Linked DNA regions of Mus musculus: regions 2 and 3 are each linked to region 1. A link is a contact called in public promoter capture Hi-C data. All regions are on one chromosome and are shown on one strand. Each heading gives the region's core, a stretch centred on a gene start, on an enhancer-like site or on the middle of the called end of the contact. The rest is flanking DNA. Distances are from core to core; before and after follow the strand shown.

Region 1 (3,227 bases), core at 307-2,806:
CTCTGGCTGCGTTATGACCCTCCACAAGACTCTATTTAAGATATACAGCGTTGGAAATGTCGTAGATGTCACGGGGTTGCATGGAGTACTTTCACACCTGCCGAAGGGGGTAGGGCATCACAGTGTTTCCTGAACCTGTTCCAAATCCTTTCCAATTACACCCTCTAGTTCTGAAGCGGTGAGTCTTGTTCTGCCGGAGGATGAATGCCTGAGGCTGAAACACGGCAAACTCCAGATGGCTGAAGGCTGCGAGCTGACCCGGCGCAGCAGACACCGCAGGCGAGGCAGAGCGCCATCACCAGCCCTGCGCACCTGAGGCCACAGCAGCGGGTCCACCGCTCTCGCCCAGGCGGCCGAGCAAGATTGAGGACCTGGGACTCAGAGGGGCGAATAGGACAGCCGCACCACAGTCCCAGCCATACAAAGGCGCGAATGTGGCGACCACAGGCCAGGCTCCGCCCCAGGGCGGTGCCTAGGCAGGAAGAGGGCGGGACCGCCGGGGCCCGTCGCCTAGGCAACCCCTCGCTCTGCCCGGGCTTTTCAGAAAGCCCTAAATCCGGCAGCTGTGGGGGAAGGGCGGGATGGGAAGCTGAAGGTTGTGCTCCCCTGCGGGAAGCACACTGCGGTGCCCGCTGCCAACTCAGTGTGACGAGGACATGGGCAGCCTCAGATGCGGCAGGGAGGGGAAGAGCTAGTTAGGATCAGAGAAGAGCTGCTCCCGCCAGCCCGCCCACCGTAGATCTCCGCGCTGAAAAGAGCACCCCTCGGGGGCCCCTTTGTCTCCAGGCCATTCTAAACCCAGCACCGGGAGGCGACACAAAGGGACGATGGGGGCGGAAGGCGCAGGCGCGTGGAGGCGCCGAGGATGCTGGGAGTGGTGGTCCCTTTGCGTGTCGATAGCTGCCCTCCCGCGCGGGTCCGCATCCATCGCCAGGGAGCTGCGCCTGCGCGTCCACTTCCGCCTCGCTCGGCTCCGCCCGCTCGTCCCTCCTGGAAGAGGACAGCTCTCTAGTACTAGGCGTGCGGGGGGCGTTGCCGATCCCACCACACCTCCTTCTCGTCCAGATTGGCCGCAGAGGTAAGAGTCGCAAGGGGATTGGCTGACGCCGTTGCCATTTCTGTTCGGGGGCCCTATTTATACCGCGCTAGGAGGCGGGGGAATGCAGTTAACCCAGCGGAGGGTGGCTCTTCTCAGGTTAGTCGGTTTGAAGGCAGCGATCTGGAGGCTCGTCCGGCCCCGGCGTGTCTCGAGGAGCAGGCTAGCACCCCGCGGTTCCCGGCCGGCGTGCGGCTCCGCCCAGTAGGTCCGCCACCGAGTGTCAAACTCCTAGTAAAGTTTCGCGTCGCCGGTCTCCCCTGCCCAGGCGACCCCGCCGCTGTCCCCTCGGCGACCCTGGCCCCCAGCGACAATGACAGGCCACGCCCCCGCGCGGGCCGGCCTCGCGGCCCGCCGCCCCCCGGCCCGGGACGGTGAGGGGCGTGAATGCGGTGGGGGCGGGGCCGCCTCCGGGAGGAGGGGTGGCGGGGCGCATGCGCGCTGCGCGCGGGGCTGAATGTTTCCCAAGTGTTTGAAACTGGTATTTGGGTTTTCCACGTTGGACAAGTGCGGCGAGGCGGGCGGCGGAGCGCGCCCTTCCCGCAGCCGGCCCCGCTCTCTCCGCTCTCCACGCTGGTGGCGGGTGGGCGGCGGTGGCCGGCCCTCTTTGGGTGTGTGCGCGCTAGTACGCACGGCCCCCCGCGCCGCCCGCCGCCCGGGAGGGGGCCTGCACGGCCGGCGGGGTGTGCGCTTGAGCTTCGGCCGCCGCGGCCCGCGCCTGCAGGCGCCGGGGTCCCCGCGGCCCCGGAGGCGGCGCGGCAGGCGCCAGATGTAGCCGCCGGCCAGCCCGGCCGGAGCGGCGGGGGGGCGCGGAAGGGCGAGAGAGCTTTGCATTTTGCAGTGCTGTTTGAGGGGGGCGGGGGGTGGAGGAAGCGGAAAGCCGCCGAATCGCCGGGGACCTCCGGGGTGAACCATGTTGAGTCCTGCCAACGGGGAGCAGATCCACCTGGTGAACTATGTGGAGGATTACCTGGACTCAATCGAGTCACTGCCTTTCGACCTGCAGAGGAACGTCTCGCTGATGCGGGAGATCGACGCCAAATACCAAGGTACGGCGGGTGATGGATGGGCGGGGGCGGCCGCGTCCATCCCTGGGTCCCGGCGGCGAGGCTGACCGGTCCTGCTGGAGCCGGAGCGCCCGGTAGCGTCCTCGGAGGGCTAGGAACAAAAGGTCTGGAGCGCCTTTGATACGCCGAGGTCCTTGTGTACCGAGCTCCGGGACATGGAGAAGGAAGGAGCGCGAACGGCTGGCTGCAAGGCTGCGCGACCAAAGCGCTCTTTGTAGTGAAGTGATGAGGCGGTGCTGCGGGGGAGGGGGCGCGGGGCTCGGCCGCGTCCTCGGGGAGGGGGTGAAGGCGGCCGCGCGAGGTGGAGTGCTATGCGGGCGCCGCGGCCGTAGGGCGCGGGCACCGGGCTAGAGAGAGGGCTGCGGGCCGTACTCCGGCGGAGCTGAGTGCGGGTCCGGAGAGTCGCCGCCTCCCGCCAGGTTCTGGTTCTAAGTGTTACATAAAGTACTGGGCAGTCCTGACTCGGGGTCGCGCGATCGCCCAGGCCCTGCTCTCCTGGGCCCTCTCTTGGCTCTGGACAGGGCTCCGGGCCGACTGCGAGGGGCGCCGGCGCGGTGTGTCTTGGGGAGGAAGAGGGTGAAAGGGAGGATCGCAGCCGACTAGGTGTACGACTGCGCTGCGATCGGTGGACGCGAGCTGGGCTCTGGCTGGAGAGGAGCGGGGCAGGTGAGGGACCTGCAGCCCACCCGAAGACCCGGGCTGCCCAGAGTGGCGAAGAGGCGGAGCCTGCGTGCCCGCCGGGAACTGTTGGCTGTTGGGGAAACTTTGCTGTGAGGTCAGGGGGCTCTGTTTTGAACGTGGATGGCCGCTCGGAGTTTACTCTTGTTTACAGAACTGCGCAGCAGGGAAACGGAAGAGTTGGGGGTGGTGGAGGGCCACTGCCCAGCACTGCATACAGAGACTTGCTGGGGAAAGCGCCCCTGCGCGCTCTATCCGAGATGCAGCTTCGCAGCTCGGTTTATAGGAGAATCATTAGCATATTGCGGAACGTTCCGCCTCTGCGGCCCTTTGATTGGTCGCAACATCCCCCGTGGAATGTCCTTATCATTGTGCTACAGAGTCAT
Region 2 (3,227 bases), core at 395-2,894, 1.6 Mb after region 1:
GAGTCTTGTGATTGCAAGCTTGTGCCCCCATACCTCCTTCTAATTTTCTGCCTTGCTCCTCCACTCCCTGTTTTTGACAGTCTGTAACCCTGGCTGGCTTAGAACGCAGAGGTCCACCTGCCTCTGCCTCCCAAGTCCTGGATTAAAGGGATGCACACCCACACCGTTATATCCATCTTAAAAAGACCCCCCTCCTTTAGAAAGTGATCTTTGACCCATTTCTCCCAGTTTCTTTTTAAAATTTCACTTTATTTTGTGCATGAGAGTTTTGCTTGAATATAGGGTAGGCCTGTGCATCATAGGCAGGTGTGGTGTGCCCTCAGAAGTCAGGAGAGGGCATCAGGCTCCCCGGAACTGGATAGTTGTGAACCATGTGAGTGATGGGACTGGAACCAAGGTCCTACACAAATGAGCCATCTCTCCAACCACTCTTATTCTCCGGTCACAGAATAAACTAGTCCACTACATAAACAGCTTTTAAGTTTTGTTACTGGGTCTACAATTCTGAGGAGGAAGAACTCAGCTTGAATGAAAAATCTGTTAACAGGAGGAATCCTCAAGCTAAAACTTGAGGACTTCAAGGTAGATCTGGTGGTCTCCGGCCTTTAGTCCCAGCACTCTGAAGGCAGAGGCAGGCTGATCTCTTGAGTCTGAGGCCAACCTGTCTAAGTAATGAGTTCTAGGATTGCCAGGGTTATATAGAGAGACCCTGTCTCCAAAACAATATAATAACATAAAAGCTCAGATTATTCATGCCATGGTGGCACACACCTGTAATCTCTGCGCTCCTGACAGGATGATTGCCCAGAGTGTGGGGCCAGCCTGGTCCATGCGAGTTCCAGGTCAACCTGGGCTTTAGGGTGACGCCATGTCCCCAAACATCAAACCAATCCTCGAGTTTTGAGTGTGACATTCACAAAAGAGGAAAATACTTTAGTATTGAACTCTTCATGGAAATAGTCATCTCAGGTAAGATGACCATCCACATGCCCTTAAGCAGCCAGGAATGGTCAAGAACACTGCGCCCACACACATCATCTGAGCACTCAGGAAGCAGAGGCGGGCTGATCTCTGAGTTTGAGGCCGGCTAAAGATATATTCTGAAATCCTATCTCTTAAAAAGTATCTTTTCCACATCTCCCACCATCTACGTATCCTAAAGGACTGTCCTCTGCCTGGATCACCGAATGGGACACATTCGGGGCTGACCCTAGACACTAGTATGTGAGCCTGAAAGTGGAGGTCAGCCTGGGCCTGGGGCACGGGTCTAGATGGGAATACCCACCTCGAAATGGATATGCACACTGTCCTGGGATGTAAACACTGGTATTGACCTAGACATGGCTCTCAACCAAGACTACCACTGGGCTGCAGGCCTTCAGGGGCTTGGACCTGAACTGTGGCATGTAGCTGGCCTACGGGGCTCAGTCCAGCCTTCATGGCTTCCTGTTTCCATCTTCACTTTCTCCGACAGCGTTTCTCCTTCCCTTACTCAAAGCCACAACCTACTTTCCATTTCGGGACACTCGGGAGAAAGGCCGTGGGGGGGGGGGGGGGAAGGGGGTGGGGAGAGGGCAAGATATCACGTGGTCCAGCGCCCACGTGATGCCGACTGGCACGTGACCACATCACGTGCGGAACGGAGCCTCCCGAAGAAGTGAGGAGTAAGCTGGCGGTCCACGGGCTCTCGCGAGACCCTCGGCTCACGTGACCGGCGGGCGCGGCACTGCTCACGTGACAGGCGCTGCCGGCCGCAGGGTCCTCTCCGTGCCGGCGCCGCAGCTGCGGGGCCTCTCGAGTCGGTGGACGCGCCCTCCCGCCGGCCTCGCCGCCCGCGCAACCGCCGTCCTCCGGCCTCGGCTGCGTCGCGCCATGGCGGCCCCCGGCGCCCGGCGGCCGCTGCTCCTGCTGCTGCTGGGTGAGCCCGAGAGGGAGGGAGAGAGAAGGAGGGCCGGGCGGGGTCGGTGTCTCGGGACGGACGGGAACAGAGCGGCAGGCCGGGCGGGGACGGGGCGCCCGGAGCCGCGGGCGTCAAGAAGGCCTCGAGCCGGCCCGCCCGCTCCGCAGTGGCGCTCGCCGCCTGGGAGCCCGTGCGGGCCTAAGGACGTAGGTGCGGGTTGGGAGCCCAGTCTGAGCCGCTCTGGAAGGAGCTGGGCTGGAGTTCCTGCCAGGCAGTGCTGCTGGCTCTGAGCTGCCTTGTGAGAGGACTGGGTGCTGCCTCGGACCCTGCCTGGGGTGCCGGGTGCCCTTCCTCGCCGCTGTATCCCGGCAACGCGGAGCGTTTCGCTGCGGTGCCAGCATCTTCAGGACGGGAGAGAGGTGGCTGGCCAAATCTCCTGGGCACAGAGGCTCACACCCCCAAATTCTGTGACTGTGACTTTATGGAATTCGTTTACCCTTTCTTTTATTTTGCTACTTGTGTGAACTCTCTGGTCCGTGAGAGGTGCGCTTACTCGGCGGTCTTAACCCAGAAGCCTTGCTAAGGGGACCTGTGACCCTTCACGGTTCAGGAGTTGTAGCTAATATACGAGTTGCCGAAACAAGTTCTGTTGTGTCAGAATGGCTTGGTAACTAGCTGGAGTTCAATCTCCAGCACAGCCAAAAACGACTTAAACCCTTAGACTGTTTTATACTTTTAAAATGGGGGGAGGGGTGTCTCACCACCACGCTGGCCTGAAACTCACAGGTTCAGGTTCTCGTAGTCTCTGCTTCCTAAATGCTGATTGGGATAAAATCCAAAGGACAGCCAGGTTAGGCCTCTTCATGTTTTTCAAACTACCTTGTGGCTTGCATAGTGGTTTATACCTTTAATCCTGAGCTAGTGTCAGGACGATCTCTTTAACAAGCCATTCTGGTCTATATAATGAGTTCTAAGACAGCCAGGACCGGAGACCCTGTTGCAAAAATGAAATAAATAAACGAATGAATGAATAAACTAAACTAATCAGTGGTGGCTCACACTTGTTAGACCGTGGAGGCTGAGGCAGGGGAATTTTAAGGTTGGGTCAGCCTGAGTTTGTAATCTAAGCACTTAGCAGGCTTATGTGGGAGACTTTCTGTGAATCGGAGGCCAACCTGGGCTACAAAGTGAGACACTGTTTCAAAGCAAAATCTAAGTGGAGAGGGAAAGTCTGTGACCCTGATTGAGTGCCCCTGTGCCATAAATTGTCCCAGCTTTCACAAAGGGACTTTAACAACTTAGACAGGATCTTGGTTGTGTGACTTCA
Region 3 (3,227 bases), core at 344-2,843, 1.6 Mb after region 1:
CTGTTTAGGAACCACATCATCAGCGACAGGATGGTGCAGAGTAAGACCATTGATGGGATCCTGCTGCTGATTGGGCGTGAACGAAGTGGAGAGGCTGTGGACAGGAGTCTGCTTCGGAGTTTGCTAAGCATGCTCTCAGATCTCCAGGTGAGGCCTTGGTCTTGAGCATTTGTGCTTGCGCCAAAGTAAAGGCAGGCTTCAGAGCTGTAAGTGGGGACTAGTACCCAGAAGTATGAGTGGACATCCCGATTGTCTAGTCCTTAAGGAGAGTGATGGAGGCCTGTGGTACAGTCTGCACGGAGCTGCAAGAGAAGCGCCTGATAAGAACCAGTGCTTGAAAAGGAAGGTTTCTGTGCTCAAGCTCATCAGGAGCTGCTTGTTTCCTAGGTGTACAAAGACTCATTTGAGCTGAAGTTCTTGGAAGAGACTAACTGTCTATACGCTGCTGAAGGCCAGAGGCTGATGCAGGACAGGGAGGTGAGCTGTGCGGCCGACTGCATTTGGCTGTAACCCACTCCTTGGGCCTGCTGCCCTTTTGTATGTATACATTTGCCAAAGTCTCTGGAGTCTTTGGGAGAGAACTGCTTGCTGTACAAAGGAGTTAATTTCTTTCCCTTAGAAGCTTTCTTTCTTTATTTCCCCTCCCCTAAGTATTTTCTAAAATAGCGATGTTTAAGCAAGCCTATGTCTAATGTCTGAGCCTATGTCTAAGCAAGAAGATAAAGAGCTAATCTTAAAAATCAAACATGTCACTGTGTAAAGCATTGGTGAAGAATGTATGTGAAGAAGCCTAGATAATAACAGCAGTGTCACCTCAGCCCCTCTGAGCAGCTTCTTAGGTCTAGAGTCCAGTCCCAAGGGAGTGATGAGTCCTATGTGGAGCCACCTGCCCCTGCCAAGATGGGCCCAACCCATCAGATCACAGTTTAGCTGCAGCCGTGCTAGCTAAGGTGGCACTGAGGACAAGCGATGGCTGTCTGCAGTTGCCGTGACTGCAGGGGAGGGAGGATGTCACCGCTGACAGATCCGTGTGATCCATGTGTACAGGTTGCTAGTAAGCTTTGGCTGTCTCCCCAGGTACTGATACTAACTCACCCATCGTGGCCCACTGGTATTTGTCCCCCCGCACTTGGTAGTAAGCCGTGAGAGTGGCCTGGGCCCTGCCTGGTTAGAGGGGCTTCTCAGTGGCAGTCTGTTAGCGAGTGAGTGGGTTTGCTTCTCTCTCTCTTTTTCTCTATTTTTTGAGGAAATTTTATGTATAATGTGAGAAGTCTTTGTCATTGATGTGTTAAATGTTTTTTTTGGAAGGTTCCAGAATACCTTAACCATGTGAGCAAACGTCTAGAAGAGGAAGCAGACCGAGTGATCACCTACTTAGACCACAGCACACAGTAAGTAAGCCCTGCACTGACTCCTCAGTCCCCACAGCCACGGCCTGCTGGCCTCACACTGAGGCTATGGCCATGCTTCTGGCTGCACCCAGTACTCTGAGACTCTGCTCCCAACACCGAGCTTTGCTTATAATGTGTGCACTCAGCAGTTACACACTGGATTTCTTACCACGAGCTATCTCAAGAGGACTCAGGAAGGAGAGCGACTCCCTCAGCGCCTGAGTGCTTTGTTTGCCTGATAGAACTTCACTGAGCACCAGGCTCTTGTCTTTCTAGCCTCTTGTTCTTCTAAGGTTTTGTGAGTCCATTTCCTGTGCAGGGTGTGGTGATTCGAGTGTGAGCACAGGTGCCTGAGGGAGGAGCCAGCGGTGTGAGATCCCGAGAGCTAGGGGGCTGGGGTGCAAGAGCAGTGTGCACTCTTTAGCCACTGTCCACCCATGTCTTCATGGCCATGATTCTCATGAAACAGTACACAGTTTTCTCTTTTCATTTGTCTTTTCCTCTAGACTCCAGGTCGATGCAGTGTTTGTGCAAGATGTGTTATGCACTACTGTGAGGAGATGGAGACATGGGGGTGGGGCACAGAGGAGACAGTGAAACTCCCGTCCTTTGGGGTTTGGGGACAAGAGGAAAGAAAGGGTCAGATCCCAGGAGGCATAGCATGCAAGTTCAGGACAGCACCTTTTTTAAAAGAGCATTGTGTTCTCCATTTCCAGAGGGGGCACCATGGGTCCCAGTACAGACCTGTGCTGGGAGAGGCTGGGTTCCACCTGTAAAGAGACTCTCTTCTAAGGATCACTGGTCAGTAAAAAAAACTATAGCCCATGAGCTGAGGCCGAAAATAGGAGCTCAGATACCTGGCAGGAATAGAGACTTCTGGGAAATAAAAACATGGGAGACCCCACCCCCCCGAAAACTGAGAAAACAGATGTTTGAAGACAAGGAGGGAAACCGACCATGCAGCTGAACTCTGGCTGCAATAAAGGGGGTAATAAGTTAAAAGCAAGGCAAAGCTTTGTGGCCTAAGCATTTATTAATAAATAGTCTAAGAGTCATTATTGCTGGGAATTAAGTGAAAAACTAGATTTTATACATGGTGCCAATGTAGAGAATATAATCCAAACCTTTTAATTTCATATTCAGTTATTAGGAGTCAATATTTAAGGGGATTAGATGTTCAGGAATAAAATGGATATTTACATCTGCCTGGTGGAGGCGATGAGTTAAGGGGAGGCCATAGGAGGCTGAGTGTTAGCAGCCAGAGAGGAGCAGAGGCTACACTGACTCCCCAGAAGTGGAGCCTTAGGCCACTCATTTCTGAACTCCATTTCCATGGAGGGTGGGATATAATCCTGCCTTTTGCCATAGGTGCTATGAGGTTTAAATTTGCTAAAAAGTTCCTTGTAAAAAGTTGGTGTACACCTTTAATCTAATGCTCAGGAGGCAGAGAAGCGGGTGAATCTCTGAGTACAAAACTATACTCATCTACGTCGTGAATTTCAGGCCAACCAGGGCTACTTAGGGAGACTCGGATGACGCTGCCTGAGTCCAGTCCCTGGGACCCAAGTAGCAGAAGGAAAGCGTTGAGTCCTGAAGGTTCCTCTGCATCTACACACATGCTGTGGTGTGTGCGCAATGCATCATTTCAAACACTGATACAGGGTACTGAACCCCAGTAGTGTTCCTTATAAACTCTTGAACAAAGACACGCGTACAGTTAATCACTCTCTGTGCTCTTCTGAAAAGAGAAAGTGAGTTAGAATAGAAGAGACAGCCAGGAAGCTGGTGTGGTGGGGCTCGAGGGAAGCCAAGGGAGGTCCGCAAGCCTGTGGGTCT

Evidence for each region. Promoter capture Hi-C pulls out the DNA fragments that hold promoters and counts their contacts.
Region 2: a promoter capture Hi-C map of liver shows a contact between it and region 1, with 11 times the contacts expected there. The contact joins the promoter of Lamp1 here to the promoter of Ing1 in region 1. A contact is called at or near these places in 4 of 39 promoter capture datasets (the C10 cell line, liver and pre-B cells), 1 of 484 Hi-C or Micro-C datasets (embryonic stem cells), 3 of 115 datasets of contacts at active chromatin or transcription factors (astrocytes, large pre-B cells and thymic regulatory T cells) and 1 of 9 other capture datasets (adipose tissue).
Region 3: a contact with region 1 is called in a promoter capture Hi-C map of hematopoietic stem and progenitor cells, with 3 times the contacts expected there. The contact joins the enhancer-like site here to the promoter of Ing1 in region 1. A contact is called at or near these places in 8 of 39 promoter capture datasets (the C10 cell line, the HPC-7 cell line, erythroid cells and 4 more) and 3 of 115 datasets of contacts at active chromatin or transcription factors (astrocytes, bone marrow-derived macrophages and thymic regulatory T cells).

The regions. Positions count from the first base shown.
Region 1 is chr8:11,554,901-11,558,127 of GRCm38.p6, forward strand. It overlaps Ing1 (inhibitor of growth family, member 1), which reads left to right and starts at 1,557. Exons shown (of 2, transcript NM_011919.5): 1 at 1,557-2,145. The coding sequence starts at 2,010.
Region 2 is chr8:13,157,517-13,160,743 of GRCm38.p6, forward strand. Lamp1 (lysosomal-associated membrane protein 1) reads left to right here and starts at 1,645. Exons shown (of 9, transcript NM_010684.3): 1 at 1,645-1,918. The coding sequence starts at 1,873.
Region 3 is chr8:13,123,483-13,126,709 of GRCm38.p6, forward strand. Cul4a (cullin 4A) reads left to right here. Exons shown (of 20, transcript NM_146207.3): 6 at 1-147; 7 at 388-477; 8 at 1,309-1,391. Among named protein-coding and RNA genes, the nearest start is that of Mir7065, 11 kb to the right of the region's middle. Within about 2 kb of position 1,594, at least 3 of the 459 cell types and tissues checked have an H3K27ac peak or open chromatin away from gene starts, as enhancers often do.